Linked DNA regions of Mus musculus: regions 1 and 2 are each linked to region 3. The links are chromatin contacts, called in public Hi-C and promoter capture Hi-C maps. All regions are on one chromosome and are shown on one strand. The core of a region is the stretch at or near the end of the contact, and the rest is flanking DNA. Distances in the headings are between cores, read along the strand shown. Region 1 holds the start of Kat6b (K(lysine) acetyltransferase 6B). Region 2 holds the start of Vcl (vinculin). Region 3 holds the start of Rtraf (RNA transcription, translation and transport factor).

What was found. Promoter capture Hi-C pulls out the DNA fragments that hold promoters and counts their contacts. A called contact is a pair of places that touch in the nucleus more often than the background predicts.
Region 1: a contact with region 3 is called in a Hi-C map of B cells, with 6 read pairs. The contact joins the promoter of Kat6b here to the promoter of Rtraf in region 3. A contact is called at or near these places in 2 of 39 promoter capture datasets (erythroid cells and pre-B cells) and 1 of 484 Hi-C or Micro-C datasets (B cells).
Region 2: a promoter capture Hi-C map of pre-B cells shows a contact between it and region 3, with 4 times the contacts expected there. The contact joins the promoter of Vcl here to the promoter of Rtraf in region 3. A contact is called at or near these places in 2 of 39 promoter capture datasets (liver and pre-B cells) and 1 of 9 other capture datasets (adipose tissue).

The regions. Positions count from the first base shown.
Region 1 is chr14:21,497,597-21,501,294 of GRCm38.p6, reverse strand. Kat6b (K(lysine) acetyltransferase 6B) reads right to left here and starts at 1,510. Exons shown (of 17, transcript NM_017479.3): 1 at 1,335-1,510.
Region 2 is chr14:20,927,960-20,931,416 of GRCm38.p6, reverse strand. Vcl (vinculin) reads right to left here and starts at 2,019. Exons shown (of 21, transcript NM_009502.5): 1 at 1,729-2,019. The coding sequence starts at 1,896.
Region 3 is chr14:19,821,655-19,825,245 of GRCm38.p6, reverse strand. It overlaps Rtraf (RNA transcription, translation and transport factor), which reads left to right and starts at 1,423. Exons shown (of 8, transcript NM_026528.3): 1 at 1,423-1,577; 2 at 2,556-2,680. The coding sequence starts at 1,517.

The DNA.
Region 1 (3,698 bases), core at 261-2,760, 1.7 Mb before region 3:
CCCGTAGGCTCGGCCAGGGGCGGAGCTTATTCCTCCTCCCTCCTCTCCCCCGCCCCCTACCGTCACGCTCAGGGGCAGCCTGACCCCGAGCGGCCCCGCGGTGACCCTCGCGCAGGGGCCTGTGGGAGGGGCGTCGAGGGTCCCAGGCCACCCCCCCGTCGGTCCCCCGCCCGCCTAGTCTCCTCCCCCTGGGAACGCGCGGGGTGGGTGACAGACCTGGCCGCGCGCCACCACCACCGCGCCTGCCGGGGGCGCTGAATCTGCCTGAGAAAGAAGCTACGGCTGCCGCCTGGAGGAGGTGCCGTAGCGCCCGCCACCGCTGCCGCCGCCGCCAGGGGTAGGAGCTAAGCCGCCGCCATTTTGTGTCCCCCTGTTGTTGTCGTTGACATGAATCCGACATGACACTGATTACAGCCCAATGGAGTCTCATTAAACCCAAGACGCGGCCCCGCCCCGGCGCCGTTCCATTGGACGAGAGCACGAACACTTAGGGCCAACCGTTGGCCTACGGGTCTGTCCGTCACCCGCTCGCTAAACACTCTGCCCCCCATTGGGGCAAGTTCCTGCCGGTCATCTCGCCTCCACATAGACACACCTCTCGACCCATCATTTCCCCCCCCCCACCTCCGGCACCACCCCGAGGGAGGGTCGACTGCCAGTACCAATCAACAGACCGCGGGGCCCGCCTTTTCCGGGCACCTATTGGTCCAGCCCTTTTTCTCTCTCACAGACACCGCGCCACCTCTACTTCCACCTACCCGCCCCCTCTACCTCTAGAAATGGATTGGATCTAGGCGCAGGAGAGGCGCTTGGCCTTATTGGCTGTACACGACGCCAATCAGAAGCCTTTTTTCCTCTCCCCTCCCCCACTCAACCCCAAAGCCCCTAGCCCGCAGCTAAAGTTTGTGTGAGAGCTGATCGCTGGCGGCGGCCGCAGGATTTAGGGGTGGGCGCAGGCGGGCGCGCGCGGGCGGGCACGCGAAGTTAAAATTCGAGGTTCTCAGTCGCCTGCTCCCGCCGAGGAGCGCGCGGACGGGCGCGCCGCCCGGAGCGTTCCATCCAGCCCCCTCCTCCACCCTCTCTCCTGTCCTGTCCCGGGCGACTACTCGCCCGCCCCCTGGCTTGCACCCTACCCCCTTCACATACCCCCTACCCTGCCAGCCTCAGGCCGGGTGCAGGCGGAACGATCTCACTGCAGCCTCTTCGCCATCCCATACGGAGGGGGAGCAAGCCCCCTACCCACCGGGTGTGCACCCCCGGCTCCGCACTCGCCCGTGTCTGCAAGCACGTGCACTATTCGCCGCTGCCTCCGGCCACCCCGGTCCCCGGCTAACCTCGCCTCCAGCCCGGCCAATCGCTTGCTGCCCTTTGTTGCTGCAGACCGGGTCTCCCCGCTGCCTTCCTCAGCCTCCGCCTCGTCCTTTGCCAGCCGCCCGGGTCCGCAGCGCCGCGCTCCCCCCGCCCGGGACCCACCGCCGCCGCCTCCTTCTCCTCCTCCGCCTCCTCCTCCTCGGCTCCGGGCTGCAGCGCACAGAGCCCGAGGCAGCGCCGCCCAGCCCCGCTCCCCCCGCGCCGCCCGCTAGCCCGCCTGGCCCGGCCGGGGGCGCAGCCCGGACCCCGCCCGCCCCAGTCTCCGCCCCGGGGGTACCTGCCTCCGCCCCGGGGGGCTCCGCTCACCGCCCTCAGGGGAGGGCGGGGATGCCGGTGTCCGAAAGGATGGGGACGCCTGGGCTGTTTTGGGGTGGGGAGTGTGTCCGCCAGGTCTGGGACTGAGGTGCGGTCTTCTTAAACGCGCCCCCCCTCCCGCCGCCGTGGGCCCCAAACTTCGTCCTTCTCCCGGGTCTTGTACCCTCGGGCGACCGCGGCAGTTTTGGGGTGGGGGATGCCTCAGGAGCTGTCTCTACCCTGATCAGGAGGAAGAGGGAGCAGTGACATTCAGCGACTGCGGACAGGCATCCTCGGGTGGGAGTGGGGATGTCAGACGCAGGCTGGAGAGGGAAGCTGCCCCTCAGGATGCCCTCTCCCGGCCTGCGGGAGAGGCTGGCGAGCTCGGAGCTGCGTTCTGGGTGCTTCCTGGACTGTGCAGCTGGATAACATTGGGGTTGGGCGGGGGGCGACCGCTGGGGGGCCCTTCCCTCGTCTCCAACCAGCGCTGTAAGGAAAGCTGATGGCGAAGTTCGGTTTTCCAGGCTTCCCCTGGGCCCCCGGAGTTCCTGAGGCCCATACGAGGGAGGCTGGGGGATCCTCTGGCCGCCCAGGCAAGGCTACTCTAAAGGTGCCCACATGCCTTGCAGCGCCCTCCGGACTCTGGAGAAAACGTCCTGCTCTTCCCAGAGTTGGGTGGGATGCTGGTAAGAGATACTTGAGAGTATGAGAAAGGTAGACTTGAGAAAAGGCTCCTCCTAACAGAGTTTGAACAGTTTCTCTTCCCAGACCTTTGGGAAGAAGGGAAACAAACCTATGTCCCTGGGAAAGCCAAGTTTCCCCGTGTGGTGGCCGGGGTGAAAAACCACCTGTTGCCTGAAGTTCTGTCCTTGAATCAGGACGTTCTTGGGGCCCCTGATGAGGAGATGTAGGATGTCAAAGAGCAGGAATTTCAGTCTCCCTGCCCTGAATGACTCATTTTCATGCCACTGCCACTCCTGCAGCAGAGTTCAACTCCCCGTTAGAAACTACTGTTCAACTATGTAGGTACTTTGTTAGACCCAATAATCTCAGTTCTTATCTTAGCAGCAGCAGCAGCCCTGTCACATGCAGACAGAAATGCACAAAGGCTACTCTGGTGTGCGAGCTTCCTCTGCTTCTGAGCTTGGCAGCAAGGTGAGGAAGAAGCCAGGACAAAAGGCAGAGGTGAATGAAAGATTAAAAAAAAAAGAGGGGAGAGCAGATTAAAAAAAAAAAAAGAGGGGAGAGCAGAAGACTTGTAACACTACACTCAGAACTGTCACCAGTTCCATTATAAACCTCTTTTATAGGTGTTTTATTACTTGGTTGTTAGTTTTTAAAACACAAACCTCTTTAGGTTAAATCCGGACACTCTCAGACTCAGCCCAAGGAAACGAAACAAGGTAAACTCAGCCACTGATCGGCTTGGCAACTTTTGAATTACATTACTGATGAAGCAAATGCCGCCCCCAACCCCACCCTCGTTGGGTTTTCTAAGTCTCTTCCTGTCTGTTTCAGTTAGGATCTTCAATAACTTGCTCAAGGAGAGTTTTCACAAGCCATTAGTCCATAACTCAGTCCTGTTCATTTAGATTGTTTCCAAGAAGGGCATTTATAAGGTGTGCTTTTCCCCCCATAATACACATGCTAGGTAGGAATTTTCTCCAAGAAGTTACAAAGTAAATTTAAGGATACTGGCTGACTCATTAGCCCTTCTGTTTTGCTTTGTTGCATTTCTGATAGTCTGCCCAGATGCACTTTATTTTTTAAGTTACATTTTGGTCCCTTGGGGTGACATTTATTTTCTTGAGACAAGGTCTTGCTCTGTAGACCATTTGGCCTCAAACTCACAGCAGTCCTCCTACCCAGTCTCCCAATTGATAGAATTTCAGATAGTAAACCACCACGCCCAACCCTCAGACTGCATTTTATCTGGAGCAATAAAATAAACCATGTCTTAAAAACAAGGTTTAAAACTCTAGATCTCTATATTCGAACCAAGTATGTTAAAGATGCAACTAAAACCAGTAAGT
Region 2 (3,457 bases), core at 770-3,269, 1.1 Mb before region 3:
TAATTCATTCCAATGCTCTTTATACAGCACACATTCAGTGCTTACTAATTCATGGCCTGGGAGCTCATAAATGACTTCTCTCTAAATAGCCTAACCAGATATCAACCAAGCCCTTGACTACACCAGCTGTGTTCCAAGTGCAACATGTGGGTTTAAGATTTCCTATCCTCAAGTGCTACATGGAGGGACACCATTACCTTGTCTCTTTACATTGTTTCCCATTTGTTGAAAAACCAGAGGCCTGGAATGCAGCCATGTCAGACAACACTACATAAGAATGTACTCTGGGGTCTAAGATTAAAATTAGCTACAAAGAGAACAAGAACAAGATAGACAGTCTGAATGAGTACACTGCTCCTACTCAATAGTTTCTTACTTAATCAGTACAGAAGAACAGAAATTTCAGTCCCTAGTTCCGCCCTCCCTTCTCTCCCTCCCTCCTCTCCCCTCCCCCTCCCCCTCCTACTTGCTGCCACAGGTCTCCTAAAATGCCTGAGACAGTCCCAGGCCCCTGAAGACCCAGGAAGTCATTTCATGCGTTAAAGTCCTATAATCCGATAAATAACACAAGCCCCACCCGACAGACAGTTACCTATCAACTACCCTGACACACCATTTACACAGCTTGGTTCGGAAAGCAGTATGAACTTTTTCCTGAGTTGTTCTTCACAGGGAACAGCAGTCTGAGTCACACCCAGCCTGGAGCAAGTGTGACATTAGCCAGGGTACAGTTACGAGACTAGTCTCTCTATCTCTTTTCCCATTTCAGAAGTGGGCTACAAAGATCGATAAATAGCTAGGGGCAGGCAGAAAAGTGTGGACTGGCAAAGAACGCCCTAGCCTTCCCCTCAGGCAGGGGCTGCAGATCCCAGATTCCACAGGCCTCTCACAGCAGCTCCATCTTGCTTCCTGCCAGAAGGAGGGGCAGAGGAGGAGGCCCCCCAAATCTGGAAAGGCCCCAGTGAAAGAAAGCCATTTGACAGCAGTAAAGATGGATAGACAGCTTCATGGAAGGAATAAAATGACGGCCATGGGGTCAGGCAGAGGGCAAGCAGGGCTCCTGGTTATGAATTACTGTCTAAAGGTGCTAAGAGTCCCCGGAGGTGTGAGCAAAATGCCCCGAAGGAAAGGAGGCGGCGACAGAGAGAGGAAGAAGCCAAGCAGTTGGGTAGAAGCGACAGACACCAGGATCCCAGGGGAGGGTTGGGCAGGTGGGTCTCAGGGGACAGAAGTATTAGAAAGGCGAGCAGCCCGGTGCAAATAAGAATCCTTGGAAGTTAGGGCAGGGAGACCATAAGAGAAACCACCCACAGGTTGGAGAGGAGAGGCCTAAAAAGGAGCTAAGAGCAAGGTACTCAACGCAAGTGACGCGAGCCTGCCCAGGGGAGGGACCGTGAGACAACCTAACGACCATTTCTTGGGCGCCTACTACGGGCACACACACCCTAGGCACTTCACAACTAAAAGCTCGCTGACTCTTCACAGCACAGCCCCAAGGCAGGATTTCTCACACAAGTGTCCCATTTTATAGATGAGGAAACTGAGGTCCCCGACAGGCTCAGTGGCTTGCTCAAGGTCACAGCCCAGAGAAATCGGCATTCGAAACCACGGCACCTGCCCTGGAGTCCACCCGACGCTCCAAGCGCCTGCGAATGCAAGCAGCGAGGCGGACCGGGACCCTGGGGACTTCTCCCGCCCGCGCTCCCGTCCCAGGCCCGGCGCGCTCACCCGGACGAGGTTGCTGACGGCCGCCTGCACGGCGGCTACGGGCGCGGTGAGGTCAGGAATGGCTTTGCCGTCCACCTCGCCCTCCTCGTGCATAATCACCAGGTGCGAGATCTGCTGCGCCACCGGCTCCAGGATGCTCTCGATCGTACGCGTGTGAAACACCGGCATCGCGGCGGCTAGCGGGGCGGCGTACCGCGGGCAACAGAAAACTGGGATCCGTAGGGCCGGGAGCCGGCGGCGAGTGACTGACTCGGAGCGGCGACTAGAGTCCGGGCTTCCCTCGGCGTAACTAGCCCCACAGGCGCCCCGCCCTCTCACGTCGCCGCGCCCAATGGTAACGCAACTCAGAGCCGGACTGTGGCTCCTATTGGTCTTACTTCGATAAGCTCCGCCCCCAAGGCAGAGCCGCTAAGGTCCCGCCCCGCCCCCATTCCCAAGGGAGGGGCCTGGGATTGGGGCTGCGCCGCAGGGATTGCGACCGGATTCCCGAACCCTCTCGCGGGGCGCTCCTTATAAGGGCATAGTGGGAGCGGAGCGAGCGACTGCACTGGACTGGCCCCGCCCCCAGGAGCCGCCTCCCGCCTCAGAGTGGCGGAGCTCCGCCCCTCCGCAGGATCACCTCAGTAGGGCGGGATATCCTCACCTCAGGCAGCGCCAGAGAGAGGGGACCTCGGCTTCCCCCGGTCTCCCCGCAGGGTGCTCCCCTTTACCGTCACCGGACGCAGTCAGAACACTGTTCCGTCACCTCCCAGTAATTCACGAGGAAGTAAAAAGATCCAGACAACAAAAACACACCGAGAAACATGAGTACCCATTGATTTGTACTATCTGCCCTCGGATAGTCACAGTTAAGTTTGGTGTGGCACTTTCTAGACCTCCGTGTACACGTTCACTTGCAAATACGTGTTTTCTAAATAAATAGGAACGTTTCCGTAGAACTAGAGACTTAATGAAATTTACCTGCTAATCTTTCGCTTTTGGTGAGTAGAAGTCTGTCTGCCACCTTCTGTTTTAGCGACTGGTATCCCATTTTTGCAAATCTACTTAGGTCTGGTTCCGTTGCTAAAATGTTTGCCTAGAATGTAAGAAGCCCTAGGTTTGATTCCCAGCACTACGCAAAATCAGCCTTGATAGAGTGGGCCCGTATACCAGCAGCACTAGGGAAGTGGATCAGGGGTTCAAGGTCATACTCCACTACAAAGAAAGTTTGAGGCCATCCTGGAGGGGTAGTCCTTTTGTGGTTGTGATGAGCATCTATTTGTAGTTACAACAGCACTCCAGAGGCAGGGTTAGGAGGATCATTTGAGGAAGGAGTTCCAAGCCAGTCTGAGCAACATGACAAGACCCCCATCTCAAAAAAAAAAAAAAAGTGAAATGAAAATTCAAAAGTGGATACTTTTTAACAAGTCTGTAAGTAGGGCCAAATTGCCCAATCCCCTCACCACATTTAAGACATCTGCATGTTTTCCTAACCTCAAGTTCTCTTGCCCAAGCTTCCTCATTCTGAGAGGAAACACATTCATTAATGCCTTCAAATGAAAGATCCTCAAGTCAAAGAAAAATGTTTCTCAGGATGTCACATTTTGCAGAAGGCCAAGCCACATGTTGTCTTACCCAGCTCTAAAGTTCTGTGTGTCTAGCAGTACATACCCCCGTTTCTGCTCTGTGGTTACCAAGTCTTGAACTTTCTCTTGAGGTGGGGATGAGCTCAGTTGGTAAAGAGCACTCG
Region 3 (3,591 bases), core at 174-2,673:
TGAGGCAGGCAAGCATGGGAGAGAGGATAGCTTGGAACCCCAATTTGTTTCTGGTTATTCACATAGCCCCTCTTACAATGATGCTCTTGGCAGCCTTGTTCCTTCATTGGTAAGTCACACACACACACACACACACATACACACACACACACACACAACCAAAAATTCTCCAAACAATTTACCTGGCACCTCGGAACTCCCTTAACCTCCCCAGATTATATATACTTCTACCTCTAAATAATAATGTTTCTTCACCCCTAGTACCAATCACACCTACACAGTTTTTATTCAAGTATATTCCCAATGTATGGGGTATAAAGATTAGAAGGGTCAAGATGGCCTGAACTTGCTTGGGGTATAGGCACAATTAAGGGGAAACTATGTCCTCTAATAAGCTTTTAAGAAGAATCTCTTATTTACTCTCATATGCCTGTGCATGTGATTAAAGCCAGATGCATTATTGGAAGGGACGTGAGCAGTATTGAAATGATCGTATAACCTGATCTATCAATTGAAATAAAGGATCATTCACATTAGTAACCAGCGCCTCCTTTTTCTTGACCGGTGAAGAGACCCAGGCTGTAGCCTGAGGTACTTGGTACTTTTGCTCGCGTTGCCTGCTGTCATTCTGTAACTTTGCACTATAGCATTGCTTCAAATAAAACTATTTTGCTTTTGCATATTTGGATAAGAGGCCAAAAACCTGGAAGCATGCAACTTAGATCATAAGCACCGACAGCTTTGCTAAAAGATAAGAAGAAAGTTTTAAATGGGCGCTTTAGATTATCAGTCGCGTTACAGAGTGGGGAAAATACATCAGGAAAGGCAAGAAAGGATGAGAGAGAAGAGATGGCAGGACTTAGTGGCCCACTGAAGGTAGTGACTGAGAGGTTTGAGGAGAAGGAAACGCAGGTTCCCGGTTTCTGACTTCACTGTTTGGGGACAAACTGAAATATGGCATGGGGGTTGTATCTAATCTCCACATCACTCCAATTAGTCCGAAAGAATATCCTGCAGGGACCTTTCTTTTCGATCTTTGTATTACCAGCGTTCAAAGACGAGCAATTAATACGCTCAAGATATTAAACAGCAACTCTGAGCCAATAAGAGCTATAGCCGACTCGAGAAAGCGTACAGACATTTTTTTTTTTTTTTTTTTTTTGGTTTTGGTTTTGGGTTTTGGTTTTGCCTACTGTTGCAAGAAAAGGAGTTAGATCCACGAATCGCAGCTTCAGACCTGCTTTCGGTCCATTGTACAACTAGGAAGCTGACAATAAAGTTTATTTGAGCGTCGACGTGCACCGACGTGGCCCCGCCTCCTAAGCAGCAGCGATGATTGGCCAGCGCTTGCGGGCTGCGGGCGTTCCTAAGCCGCGATTGGCTCCGTCCGCCGTCCGTCGGAGCGTCGGTCACCGCCCCGCCCCTTCGCCGCGTCGCCGGTGCCTGCGCTGCCCGCCTCACCTCGCTTCTCCTGTCCCGGCGGAGGCCCGGGCGGCCAGCGCGAGCAGCGGGGACCATGTTCCGACGCAAGCTCACGGCCCTGGATTACCACAACCCCTCAGGCTTCAACTGCAAAGGTGGGTGGCGGCCGCGGGGTTCGGCGACGGCGCCTCCCCAGCCCGCCCGGACCCGGACCCAGACCCGGCAGCCGCTGCCCTGAGGCGCTCGGCAGGCTTCCCGGCCCCCGGGCGGCTCGGCGGGCACCTGCGGGGTAGGGGAGGGGACCGGGGATGCCCTTCGGGGCGCGCAGAAAGTTCGTGGCCGGCTGCCAGGGAAGTGGAACCGTTCAGAAAAAAAGATATTCCAGTCCTGCGGGCCAGTGGGAAACTGAGAGTGAGGCGGGGACCAGGGCCTCATTCCGCTGTGCAGGACGCACCGGTAGAAGCGGGGTGGCAGCGTTTGGTCTCCAGAAGCATATCAGGGTCAGTCCTGGTTTTTACTTGGCTTTTACTTGGCTCAAGATTGCTGGGTGGCGGTAGAGCCGAAATTGGGGGTTGAGACCTCAGTTTTCTGACGAGTAAAATGAGGATCTTTCCTGAGGGTTTTGGGTTTTGGTGTTTGGAGGGGTTGGATCTAAGGAAGCAGGTGCGTCCCGGTAACTGTACACTGTCCCCTAGCTTTCAGTTTTTAATATTTGTATTCAGGGTGCTTTAATCGTTTATTTCTAGTTTATTTTATTCTATTGGCTTGCTTCAAAGTTTTTACCTGCCCAATGCCCCTTAAACTCTAAAGGAACCAGAGTTCTAATAAAACATAGGAAACACTGTGCCCTGCATGTTTAATTCATTCAATACTCAAAACATCCCCACGAAGTAAGTCCCGTTTTCCTCATCTTGTATCTGAAGAATCTGAAGCTTAGAAAGTGTATCCGGTTTTCTGAGGCTCATCCAGAATTTGAGTCTATTGCAGTGAGCCAGGTATCTATGGCTCTGCAGTCTGAACTTTGAGCTCTTGCTGACTTCCCTCGGGGTCAGTTAATGTAGTGTTTGCAGGTTAGAAAGCCACCAAGGATCACAAAGGCTTTTAGTGACTTGATATATGATGTTTCGTTGCAGATGAAACAGAATTTAGAAACTTTATCGTTTGGCTTGAAGACCAGAAAATCAGACACTACAAGATTGAAGACAGAGGTAACTTGAGAAACATCCACAGCAGTGACTGGCCCAAGTTCTTTGAAAAGGTAATGAATCAGGAAGTAGAAGGAAGCACAGAGAACTTTTGTAAACGTTGTATGTTGAGTTGAAAATTCCTATGTTCTTTTAAGATATAATAGTGATCAGTGTGAGTAAAGCTAACTCCATGGATTCAAACTCTGTTGTTTTGATTTTTAAAGCAAATTATATTATCTCCAACCGAGCTGTCAGTATTTGGATTAAACATCATTTTCTAAATGTCACGGCATTCCTTAATAGGATTGTCTACATAATTTGTATGTATGTATGTATGTGTGTGTATGTGTTTATATGTATGTCGGGTATCCGCAGAGGCCAGAAGAGCACAGCACGTCTCTTGGAGCTTTAGTTACATTAGATACGAAAATGCAGCAATATACTTTTGAGTCCTTGTCTTAGTTACATTTCTATTCTGTGAAGAGATACCATGGCTAAAGCAGCTTCTAACAGAGAGCATTTACCCTGAGATTTCCCTACAGTTTCAGAGGGTGAATCAATGACCATCATGTGTGGAGTGTGGCACCAGGCAGGCAGAGCACCGGAGCCATAGCTGAGAACTCGCATCCTTATCTTCAAGGAGGACTCAGAGAGCTCACTGGGAATTGTGGGAAGGGAAAAGATGTGGGGTGGGCATGGCTTTTGAAACCTCGAAGCTCACCGTCAGTGACACACCTCCACCAGCAAGGCCACACCTCCTAATCCTTCCCAAACAGTTCCACCCACTGTGAACCAAACATTCAAATCTATGAGCCATGGGGGCCATTCTCATTCAAACTAGCACATACTCATTAAGAGCATCATTTCCATGCCTGAAACTTGAAACTGTCATGTTTATTCTTGTAGGTGAGGTACAGATGCCCCCTAAAAGCGCTCTGTGGATGATCTTGTGACTAGAATTGTTTCACATTGATTTATTTTA